Linked DNA regions of Sus scrofa: all the other regions are linked to region 1. The links are chromatin contacts, called in public Hi-C and HiChIP or PLAC-seq maps. All regions are on one chromosome and are shown on one strand. Each heading gives the region's core, a stretch centred on a gene start, on an enhancer-like site or on the middle of the called end of the contact. The rest is flanking DNA. Distances are from core to core; before and after follow the strand shown. Region 1 holds the start of PLCL1 (inactive phospholipase C-like protein 1). Region 2 overlaps PLCL1 (inactive phospholipase C-like protein 1). Region 3 overlaps PLCL1 (inactive phospholipase C-like protein 1).

What was found. Hi-C and Micro-C count contacts between places; a contact is called where the count stands out from the background. HiChIP or PLAC-seq counts read pairs in DNA pulled down with a chosen protein or histone mark.
Region 2: a Hi-C map of fetal skeletal muscle shows a contact between it and region 1, with 6 times the contacts expected there. The contact joins the enhancer-like site here to the promoter of PLCL1 in region 1. A contact is called at or near these places in 1 of 5 promoter capture datasets (liver), 29 of 47 Hi-C or Micro-C datasets (adipocytes, adipose tissue, alveolar macrophages and 18 more) and 2 of 2 datasets of contacts at active chromatin or transcription factors (alveolar macrophages and skeletal muscle).
Region 3: an H3K27ac HiChIP or PLAC-seq map of alveolar macrophages shows a contact between it and region 1. The contact joins the enhancer-like site here to the promoter of PLCL1 in region 1. A contact is called at or near these places in 1 of 5 promoter capture datasets (liver), 34 of 47 Hi-C or Micro-C datasets (adipocytes, adipose tissue, alveolar macrophages and 18 more) and 2 of 2 datasets of contacts at active chromatin or transcription factors (alveolar macrophages and skeletal muscle).

The regions. Positions count from the first base shown.
Region 1 is chr15:101,622,111-101,625,952 of Sscrofa11.1, forward strand. It overlaps PLCL1 (inactive phospholipase C-like protein 1), which reads left to right and starts at 1,708. Exons shown (of 9, transcript XR_002339304.1): 1 at 1,708-2,436.
Region 2 is chr15:102,067,593-102,071,434 of Sscrofa11.1, forward strand. PLCL1 (inactive phospholipase C-like protein 1) reads left to right here. Exons shown (of 9, transcript XR_002339304.1): 6 at 1,883-1,952. Among named protein-coding and RNA genes, the nearest start is that of PLCL1, 450 kb to the left of the region's middle. Within about 2 kb of position 1,844, at least 8 of the 83 cell types and tissues checked have an H3K27ac peak or open chromatin away from gene starts, as enhancers often do. A contact at or near this core is called in fetal skeletal muscle, where this site is marked.
Region 3 is chr15:101,930,723-101,934,564 of Sscrofa11.1, forward strand. The region is part of intron 5 of PLCL1 (inactive phospholipase C-like protein 1); the gene reads left to right. Among named protein-coding and RNA genes, the nearest start is that of PLCL1, 310 kb to the left of the region's middle. Within about 2 kb of position 1,814, at least 2 of the 83 cell types and tissues checked have an H3K27ac peak or open chromatin away from gene starts, as enhancers often do. A contact at or near this core is called in alveolar macrophages, where this site is marked.

The sequences.
Region 1 (3,842 bases), core at 458-2,957:
ACTGTAGAAGACAGAAATAAAACATAGTAATAGTTGAATATCAAAGAAAAAAGTGATAGTTTAAAATAGGTTGTATTTGTGAGGATAGCAAGTAAAAATATTTCTTATAAAGATAAACATGTATGGTTGTTTTAAGTCTGGGTGCCCTTTTACTTCCTTCCTCTAGCCTGTGGGCTATAAAGGCAGATTAGTTGAAAAGAATTATTGAGTTACCCGTCCTATCTTTTGCATATGGGAGAAGAAAGAAAAAAAGCATTTTCTATTATGGATGCAGTTCTCAGACTCTCACTAGAGGGTGGTGTTGGATCTAAAACCAGAGGTTGCTAATCTGGTACATTCATTACTAGGCTGCATTTATATTTAAAGAAAAGGTAAAATCGAGCCTTCTCAGTCTTCCCTAAAAGTTGATAAATGTCAGGTCTGAAAACTCCCAAGGGCCTTATTCAGTTCTGGCTGTTTGCAGCCCCAGAGGAGCCAGATAAAGTAGTGACGAGATTACTGGGGAGGAGTTAAGTGACAGATTCTAATAACGGCTCCTGCACTAACTGGTGGACAAAAAACTAAAGCTCTCTGGGCCTTCATCTCATGTATAAAATAAAAGGGCCATACTAGATGATCCCTAAATCTCCTTACATCTCTAAAATTATGATATTCTAACAAATTCTGGGTCTAAAAGGCTGAAGAATTTTTCATGTTCTTGGCCAAAGGAACAAGTCATATCTCAAATTATAATTAATAATTAATATATAAGTTAATGTTACAAATGAGGTTTAACATAGATACTAGTATTTAAAAAATTCTTAAACTAAAATGTCAAATCTTTTGTCCTACCAGGGAATCTCAGAGCCATCCTCTTCATCTATCTGAGCATTCTGTGGTTAATTTCAGTGCCTTAATGCATCATTCGAGGATATCTTTCCTCTTGGTTGCTAACTTGCTGGAAATGAGTAAAATATGTTTATATAGGGTTATCTAGAGAAAGGAGGTTGAACCATTATCAAATAGCGATGTTTTAGGAGAGAGATTAAATCCCCCACCTCATCTTGTACTTAGCCAACATCCATCATATCTGTGCTTTGTGAGAAGTCATTCTCCAGAGCGATTTAGTTGGTTAGATTTCTTATTACCCTCACCTCTTTTATCTGATTCCCTTCCCTTGTCATATTCACATTGCAGAATGAACTGAAGATTTTTTCATGGACTCTGAAGCAGATTATCCAACTCCAGGGCCCCAGTAAACCCTAGTTTATCTCTGCATGAACTTACCTTCTAAAGTGAGAGCCTGCCATTAACCCCTGATGCACTCTGCGCAACCCCAAAGGTTTTGACATTAATACTCAACAACCCCATTTCCTCCAAATTGCTTTGCTTTGCAAATGAAGGTTTCCTTCCCCTCCCCCCGCCTCCTGGATTTTGTTGCATCTTCAGGTTCATTTCGAACATCGAAACTTCCCAAAATATACATGGAGCGGCTCCGGCTGCGCACACGCGCGCGTGCGCGCGCTCACACCCTCGCATGAGTACACGAGCCCGGCTGGGCCGGCTCCCACTTAGAGAACACATTCCATTCTTCGAGCTCGGGCACACCCCTCAGCAGTGGGGATTGGTCGGGCCCACCTCCCCTCGGCGAGGCGAGCCTCCTAAGAGGCCCAGACGCCTGCCAATCCCCACGGGCTGTCAAAACAAGTCTTCCCTCCCTGTCACAACAGAGCGGAGTGGAGGTCGCCGCCACCGCCGCCACACTTCCTGGGGCAGCTGCACCGCGGTCCACGGGCAGGTGGCGGGTGCTCCGGGCTGCGGTCGCCGGGCTGCAGCCCCTCTCAGGCCGGCGCGTCCCGGCTCCGAAGGCCAGGCGCTTGGTGCCTTTTGTCTGGCGCATAGCGGGCGTTTGCATCACGTTTCGGACACCTCCCTCTCCTCTTCGCCTCTCCTTCTATCTTCTCGCTCACATCTTCTCCCCACCCCCGCCGCCGTTCCCCGCGGACTGCCGGCCTCCTGGACCCAAGCCTGCGGACGTCTCTGCTCGAGCGATGTCTCCTCTCCAGAAAGTTACCGCCGCCTCAGCCTCTACCGGGCGGTGAAACAAAGTCTGGCGGGGCCGCCTCCCGGTGCATGAGCGCACCAGTGCCCAGCGGTTGGACTCTGCTCCTGGGCGTGCCTCCTCCCCCCAGGGAGCCCGAAACGCGCTCGGCCATGGCCGAGGGCGCAGCCGGCAGGGAGGGTCCCTCGTCGCCAGAAGCGGCTGGGGGCGAAGATGACCCCCGAGTGGGCCTAGACGCCGCCTCCGGGGACTGCGTGGCGGCGGCCCCTGGGGATCGGTGGAGGGACCGTCGCAGCGGGGTCGCATTGCCGGGGGCTGCAGGGACTCCGGCGGACAGTGAGGCCGGCCTCCTGGAGACTGCGCGGGCGACCCCCCGGCGCAGCAGCATCATCAAGGTAAGCGAGGCCTCTCGGCCCCAGGAACGTGGGTGTGGATGGTGGGTGGTGTGTGGATCGCGGGCCAGGGCAGGATGTGCGGTGTCCGGAGGCATCGCAGGCTTGGCATTGTTTTGTCCCGTCTCCTTCATTACTGAGCCTTCCTTCCTTGTCCGGGGGTTCCCAGACTCAGTTCTTGGCTGTGAGAAGCAGAAGTGATTTTTTTTTCCCTGACAGCGGTGGAAAAGTTCCGCTGGGCGTCTTAGCCTTTTGATGGATGCTTTCCCTCATTTTCCCTGAAAGTTTCGCTAAATCCTTAAGGAGGAAGGGAGGACTCAATATAAATGCAGACCCGCGGGATGGTCGTGCACTGCTCTCCAACGAAGTTAGCTTTTCCAGCACAGTAAAGGAAATACACAGTTTACCCTCAACTGAAAATAAAAACAAAACCCTCGAGTCAAACTCTCTTGAAATCTCACGAAGCGTGAACTTTCTCAGGAGGCAGGCAGAGTTTTCACTGGACTCTGCGGCAAAGTAAAAAGTGAAGGTGGAGTGCAGTTTCTGCGCTGCAGAAAGCTGCGCTGCAGAAAGCGCAACCAGAAAGCAGTCGATCCACCAAGCAACATCCCGGGTCCTTGTGGTTACTACCACATCCAGGAAAAAGCTTCCCAACCCTCAACTACCAGTCAGGGTTTCTCTCCATTCATTTGGCTAAAAATTCGTAAGCCTCGCCCCTTCCCTATCTCTGTCTTCCACTTGGGGCTTGTTTCTTGTTCGAGATTTCATCTTGGGTGCGTGACATGGGGTAAGGTCTCCTGGAAGTCAGAGCCCTCCCAAAGGCTTTTTTTTGGCAAAGGGTCTCTTAACGTAGATGCATGTGGGTAATCTTGGGGTAGATGACGTTAAAGTCGATCTTGGTAGAGCAGTCAGTATGAAACTACTTATACATAAAAATAACCCAAAGATGATAATGAAAGATGGACTTGGAACTACCAACTATTCAACGTACTTGTGTTTTCAAGCTCTAAATTGAAGCTCCTAGTTCCAGTGTGGGTAGACTGCTCCCACAGTTCATCCATCCAAGTATGATCTAGGCTTTCCCCCAGTACTGACACATGGAAGTTTAAAACCAAACGGGGAGATTTCTATATTAAAATAAGAGTGGGTAGTAGTTGCAAATGACTTGTAGTAGTTTCTGTTATTTTGTGATTTGTAGATTATGTGAAGAGGACTGTTCTATTCTGTGTGTGAATTTGGATAAAACGGAAATGATCACTTTCCCCCCTTTTAATCCACAGATCAGAGAGCATATTGTTTTAAAACTTAAAAAAAAAAAATCACAGGCAACATGCATTTTGAATTCTAAGATATAGACAATACACATATTGTGTGAGAACAAGAGCTGGAAGATAGTTTAAAATATATCA
Region 2 (3,842 bases), core at 594-3,093, 450 kb after region 1:
CATGGTCTCTGGCTTAAAGAGCAAGCATTCCAAGAGCCAGGAAGTAGAGGTGGCCAATCACTTAGGGCCTAGACCTAGAACCTGGTACAGGGTCACTTCTGCTACATTCTTTCCGTCAAAGAGTTGAATTCCCATCCAGATTCATGAGAGGGGACATAGGCTCTGGCTCTCAGGGGGAGGAATGTCAGAAAAGTTATGGCTGTTTTTTTTCATTGAAGTATTGTTGATTTATAATAATATTAGTTTCAAGTATAAAACAGTGATTCTATATTTTTATAAATTACATTCCATTTAAAGTTATTACAAAATATTGGCTCTATTTCCTATGTTGTACAATATCTCCTTGTAGCTTATTTTACACACAGTAGTTTGTGTCTCTTAACTCCCTACCCCTGTCTTCCTCTCCTCCTTCCCTCTCCCTACTTATAGTCATTAGTTTGTTCTCTATGAGTCTGTTTCTGTTTAGTTATATACACTGGTCTGTTTTATTTTTTAGATTCCAAATCTAAAAGTGATATCATACAGCATTTGTCTTCCTATGTCTGACTTATTTTACTAAATATAATACCCTCTAAGTACATCCACCTTGTTGCAAATGGCAGAATATTATTCTTTTTATGGCTGCATAGTACTCCAGTGTGGCATGGTATGTGTGTGTATCTGTCTCACATTTTCTTTATCCATTCATCTGTTGAAGGAGATTAGGTTGCTTAATCTTAAACTTAGGTTGCTCCCACATCTTGCCTATTGTAAATAATGCTATGAATCCTGGGCTGCATGTATATTTTTGGATTAGTGTTTCTCTTTTCTTTGGATATATTCCAGGAGTGGAATTGCCAGATCATATGGTAGTTCTATTTTTAGTGTTTTGAGGAACCTCCATACTGTTTTCCATAGTGGATGCACCAATTTATATTCAAATTGTGGCTTTTTTAATCTGCTGTACTTCTTCCTTTACATGAATTGTTCTGAGACAAAGTAATTCATAAGACTTTGCATGAGACTGAGTAATTGGCTGTGTTTTTATGAGGCCAGAGCCAGCTTGGTCACCCATTCCCTTGTATTTGCTTCTTCCTTCCCTGCCTCATCCTCTTTCCTCTCATTCTTGCTTATCTGGATTTTACTCTCAAAGAAAGTGCCAGCCATCAGCTTTTGCCTCAGTTCCGTTACGCATTCTGGGGAACATAGCGCAAGTCATATACTGTGTATTTTGCTTTTTTACCTTTGTTTATTGTCTATCTCCCATCCTAGTATGTAAGCTCCTTGGAGCAGGTGTGTGTGTGTACGTGCATGCGCACGGGCACGAACCTGTATTTCATTGAGAGTTATATCCTTAGAGCCTAGAACAGTGCCTGGCTTATTGAAGATACTCAGTAAATATTGAAAAAATGGCTATTTGTTTGAGTATTGGTTATCTAGAACTCAAGTCTCCATGAAGGCAGGGACATTGTGGTCTCAACATTGTTGCCGCAGCTCCTACAACAGTGAGTAGCAACTACTAGCTCTCAGTCAATATTTTTATATGACTACATGAAAGAAACGGGGAGAAAGCAATGCATAGAATGTTGCTGGGGGAAGCATAGCCATTGCAAACTAGGAACACATCTATGGACTTTCCCAGAAAGGTCTGGGAACCAGGACAACTCAGAGGGGTCCACACAAGATCATCACACTTGAAAGGTAGGTGGCAGTTCCATAGAGACCTTCATGGGAACTTTGGAATGATCTTACACAAACATTGAAAAATTGAATTTTAATAGCCTGTGGAGAAAGAGGACCCAGATGTAGCCCCTGTGGCCCAAGACTCCTTCAAGTGCCACGGCCCACGGGGCTGTTCAGGCTGTTCTGTCCATCATGCCCTTGGTGTGCTTGTGTCTTGCAGGAATATGTGTCCCTAAGTGCATTACTTGGACCTTACCCCCCCTGCTTTGGCTGCTGGGAGTTTCCCCATGGTGAGTTTGGGGGGTGTTCGTTTTGCACGAGGATTTGTTTCTATCTTTTCCACCCACTCAACGTTTTCTTTAGAGTCGAGAGCCTGTATTGCCAGATACTGTCAGGCTTTTGCACTATGTCAGTCAAGGCACCGACAGAAAACAGGGCACCCTCCAACAGAGATCATTCAAGCCAGCAGCTGTTGGCAGAGCTGGGAGGGCAGGGGGCCTGTGGCGCCCAGCCCAGTTCTCCCCTGACAGCTGCGGCGCCTTGGGCAGAGCACAAAGGGAGACCCACGAGTCACAAATACAAACATTTCAGTTACAGCTTAAGCTAACACACGTGGAATAAAACTGTTCTTTCCTCCTACTTTACCAATGCGGTACTTGGGTAGTGACACAGAAGGCCGGGTCTGCATCCAGCATCATGGCATTCTTCCAACCGTGCTGCTAGAACAGGGTCGAGAGGGACAGCTAGCCTCTGTCCCCTCCCCCTCTTCACCTCTCCCAGGTCAGTGTGTGCAGCAAAGCCCTTTCTTTGCCAGCTCACGTGCAGATACCCTCGCCATGTATCCAAGCTGTGTTCCCAGTCGAACAAAGAGCTGCTCTTTGGCCACTCTGAGATCTAGGGGTGGGCACACCAGAATCACAGCACCCCAGCCACCCTGAGACAGAACTGGGTCTGCATGGAAAGAAGACCTACATAGACCTTGGAAGTGGGCTTGGGTCTCTTTAGGTAGGGAATTCTGGGTCTGAGTCCACAGCATGTTCTATAAATAGGCAGTTCAATAAAAGTGGGTGGGGGCCCCACTTGCCTGAATCTGCCAGCAGCAGAGCTGGACCAACTCTAGGTGGGGGGAGGTGGGAGGTTTGCAGACTGTGCTGGCTTGGAGCAGGAGCAGCGTTTTTCTGGAGATAAAGTCATCTGCAGGTAACCTTACAGGGAGGGAGCAGAGGGCCACAGCTTCCCTCTGATACCAGAGCAACCCCTCTGGCTACCCCCAGGGGGCTGGAGAGTCATGATGGTGGAGCTCCCAGGATAGAAGGGCGCAGAGCGAATCTGAGGGCAGAGCCAAGGTAGCGGGGGAAGGTGACATGGGTGGACAATGCAGACCACCTCCTCCCACCCTTGTCCACAGGAGTTGCTGTGGCAGGCCCATAGCTGAACATCACCTGGGCCTCAGGGAACGTCCTCAGGGAAGCCTGGGATCCGCCTACCCTTGACCTCATGCTTTTCTAGAGTTGAGCGCTTGAAGCTCCTGGAAAGCGGAAAGAGGCACTAAGGGCATTAGCTACAGTATTAATGGATGCTGTCATCTGGTGAAGCCCTTGAAAGAGTCTTTCACAGGGCATTGTTGAAAATCACTTCATTTTATGAACTCTCATTATTATTAAGAACACCCTGCTAATTAACACGAATAATCACCACACCCACTGATGTTTATTGTGTACTTGTTTTGTGTAAGGCATGTGTCAAGTCCAGTCATGACCTGTGCCCTGAGGAGCTTGGGGCCTAAGCAGAGACTTGGATTCTGAGTTTTCCATTCTCTGAATCTCTCCCCTTTCTCTCTTTCCTGCAACCCCCATCTTCTTGCTTCCTCTAGGCTGTAAGTAAGACAGAGTCAGAACCAAGGGAAGCTTCTCTGTGTGAGAGAGGTCAACAGCGAGAGAAGAGAAGGGAGGTTTTTTTTAAAAACCATTGTGTGAGGAGTTCCCGTTGTGGCACAGTGGTTAATGAATCTGACTAGGAACCATGAGGTTGCGCGTTCGATCCCTGGCCTTGCTAAGTGGGTTAAGGATCCGTCGTTGCCATGAGCTGTGGTGTAGGTTGCAGACACGGCTTGGATCCCGCGTTGCTGTGGCTGTGGTGTAGGCCAGCGGCTATGGCTCCCATTAGACCCCTAGCCTGGG
Region 3 (3,842 bases), core at 564-3,063, 310 kb after region 1:
AGGGAGCCACCTGGTGGACAGTATGAGAATTCTTCATTTTCTGGGGGTAGTTATAAAGGCATAGACTATGTGCAGTCCCTGCTTTTTCATTTTTAAGTTTAGTAGATTTACTTATATATTTAAATTAATGTGCACTACATGTTTAATTGCTAAGTAACTTCTCACTTCATACAAATAATAGGCTCCAAAATAAGGAGAAGAAACATGAGGATACCATAAAAGTCAAGTGAGAATAACAATCGATCCAAGAAGTAGAGGGTTTTAGTTATTCTATTTCATTTTTAGTCTTTTTTCTTTCATACTTCATTGTTCGGCTTAATCGTGTTTATAGGTAAAAATGGCTTTTATAAATACTTTCAGCTCCCCTCCAGCTACTTTACTTCCTATCTCTCTTCGCCTACACCTACACTACCAGACTTCTTAGCAAAGTTGTTTACAGTTGCTGTATCCACTTCCTTACCTCCCACGCACTCCTTAGCCAATGTTAATCCATCTTCCTCCCCTGACACTCCATTAAATCATTCTCACCAAAGTCACCAGCCACCTTCTTCATAGGAAATCTTGTGTACACTTTTCACCTTTTTTTTTTAATTTTTTTTAATTTTTTTTATTTTCCCACTGTATAGCAAGGGGGTCAGGTTATCCTTACATGTATACATTACAATTACATTTTTTCCCCCACCCTTTCTTCTGTTTCAACATGAGTATCTAGACATAGTTCTCAATGCTATTCAGCAGGATCTCCTTGTAAATCTATTCTAAGTTGTGTCTGATAAGCCCAAGCTCCCGATCCCTCCCACTCCCTCCCCCTCCCATCAGGCAGCCACAAGTCTCTTCTCCAAGTCCATGATTTCTTTTCTGAGGAGATGTTCATTTGTGCTGGATATTAGATGTGGTATATATACACAATGGAATACTACTCAGCCATAAAAAAAGAATGACATAATGCCATTTGCAGCAACATGGATGGAACTAGAGAATCTCATCTTGAGTGAAATGAGCCAGAAAGACAAAGACAAATACCATATGATATCACTTTTCACCTTTTATCTCACTTGACTACTTGGGCATGTTCCACCTGGCTGTTCACTCCCTCCTTCTTGCATCACTGCTTCCCTTGATTGGGGGATGTCCTCTGGACATTCCTGGCCTTCCTTTTACATCTCTGGCTTTTTCTTCTCAGGAGTTTTTGCAGGTTACGCTTCTCTTCTCTTAAATTCTAGTATTAGGATTTTAGTCTAGGCTCTTTCTCCTCTTCTTTCATCCTCTTTTTCTGGGTCATACTGTCCATGCAAATGGTTTCTATTGCCCCCTCTATGCCATCGAATCCCAAATGTATATCTTTAGTCCAAGTGTCTCTCCTTCTCCCTAGATGACCTCCCCGCCCCATCCATCCCTCCCAACCACCCCCAGGCATTGCACTCTGGAGGTCTGTCAGCCACAGCATGGCCAGCACATCTCAAACTGTGCTCATTTCTATTCATATCTCCTACCTGCCCTTGGTGACACCTCTGCTCTCCCTACTTGACAACCAATAACAGCTTAGCAAACCAAATGAGAATCCAGGGTTATCCTTGATCCTTTTCCTAAACCTCCTTCTCTAAGTAATTACCAGTTATTATTGGGTCAGCTTCCTAAATGTCTCCCTAAGAGATCTCCACTCCCATGGCCATTGCCTTAGATATTTACTACCCTAGTTAGTGAAAAGTCTTTCCTTCCTTATATATTCCTGCCCCACTCCACAGCATAGCAACTGGGTGACCTTTATAAACATAAGCCTGGTCATGGTCATTCTGCCTGCGTAAAGCCCTTCCAATGGCTCCTCCCACAATCTTCTTAACTTCCCCTGGGAGTTCTTAGTGACCTGCTCCCCTCCAGCTTCACCTGTCATGGCCGCCTTCTGTGTGCTTCCTCAACCACGCTGAACTTCTCCCTCAGTAGCAAGGTTGCCAGCTCATTCTGGCTGTCCCTTCTGCTTGCACCCATCCTGTCCTTCTCGGCAGCACCGTCCTATGGTTCACACACTGCACCTGCATCGGGTGCCAGAGCTGTGCCCCAAGCTCTTAGGTCAGGTGCCAAGTCCTCAGAATACCTTTTCTGACACCCCTCCCTCCTTCTCAGGGTTAGGATCTTTGCCCTGTGTTTTCCACAGTACCTATTCTTTGCCTAACACAACACTCTCATTGCTTCCTTATCTCTTTCCCACTAGACAGTCTCTCTTACTTAAAATAATGAGGTAATGAATTTTAGCAGAGCAATTTTAAATTGAACCCTAATTAATAAATGATAGATACTGGGTGTATGAGGTGAACTCAAACATCTCATCCCATCCCCTTGTTTAACAGAGAAGGAAGCTGCCCCTCATAGGAGTTAGTAATATTCCCAAGGTCACATAGCCTGTTCATAGTTTGTTAATCACCTTTGCATTGCAGACATCAGCCACAGCCCCTGTCTTTTCTATCTTTTTGGTAGATTTGATTTTTTCTATAAGACGCTTAGAAAGTCTTAGGACAAAAGCGTGGTTTAAACTCTGTTTTGCTTTAGTAGACATTTTTTTTCTTTCTTTCTTCTGCCTGAGTTACAGGGAACAGAGACTCATTCAGGCTTTTTCAGGTGAGACTGAAAGTGACAATGCAGGCAACACATCTCCTGGAAGAAGAAAAGCCACAGTGTGGGCAGCCCGACAGAACCTTGGGCTAGAAGATCATGACAATCCAAACAGACCCAGGGAACTGTGTTGTCTTTTCTTCTCTCAGGAGCAAGCATTTATGAATTTTTCACTCTAGTGTTGTGACCTTAGCCAGATTCAACTCTCTCCTCTCTTTCTTTCGTCTGTTTTCTAGCACCTCTTTTTTGTTAGCAACAGACTAAGGTTCTTTGAATTTCCCAGGCACACTTTCTGAGACAGCTCATCTGATTGGTTTGACTAATTACTGTCTTGCTGCCTGGCATCAGCCCAGTTCATAGGTCACTGGCCAGCTGCTTTTTGCCCACTCTTAGGCCGGTGTGATGCTTTTGGTTTAGCCAGTTGTGGATGGGGAGGTGGGTTTTTAAAGTGCAGAGCAGACCCATCCCTGTTCAAGGTCAGCCTGGTGCTCTTTATCTTAGCAGTGGTCTGTGGATGTGGAAAGGTCATGCAAGGTCATGCAAGGCTTGTCAAATGGAGTTCTGGATTTTCTACATGAGAATAAAGATCCTCTAAAAATGTGGGGGTTTGGGGTTTGCAGAGCTGAGGCCTAAAAAATACCAGCTATGGAAATACTGGAATTGAATATCAATGTTCTCTCCCCCTAGTTTTGATTTTCACAGTCATCTATTCTGGGAAAAAATCTGAGGCCTGGCTAGGAAGAGCAACATGACACTCACAAAATTAAATAGGTTTGGTGAACGTATGGTGAATTTTCCCAGACATATATATTTATAAAGTTGATTTTAAAATAAGAATGTAAGAGTGATGGTATTTGTCATTCAGAAGGAATGTTTTGATATATGTGTGTGTGAGATGATTTAGTGGTGTCCAGTGAGTAGACAGGAGTGGAGCTGTGGAAATAAATGTGTGTCTTTCAAGTAAGTAGTACTTATTGTTGTGAACTTGCTATTGAGCTCCCCTGTGCACACTGCTGTCACTCATGCTTTTACTCTGACTCACATAACTGGATCATTATTTTCAAAGATGCTCCTAATAAGTTGATTGGATTCTGGATTTTTTAAAAAAGCTGTAAAAGATGTTTTGGGATATTTGGGCTAATTTAATGTGCCCTGCATTTAGATGAAATTACTGAATGAATGCCACCTTTGTTGGGGGCAATGATAGTATTTTGTTTATGTAGAATGTCCTTATT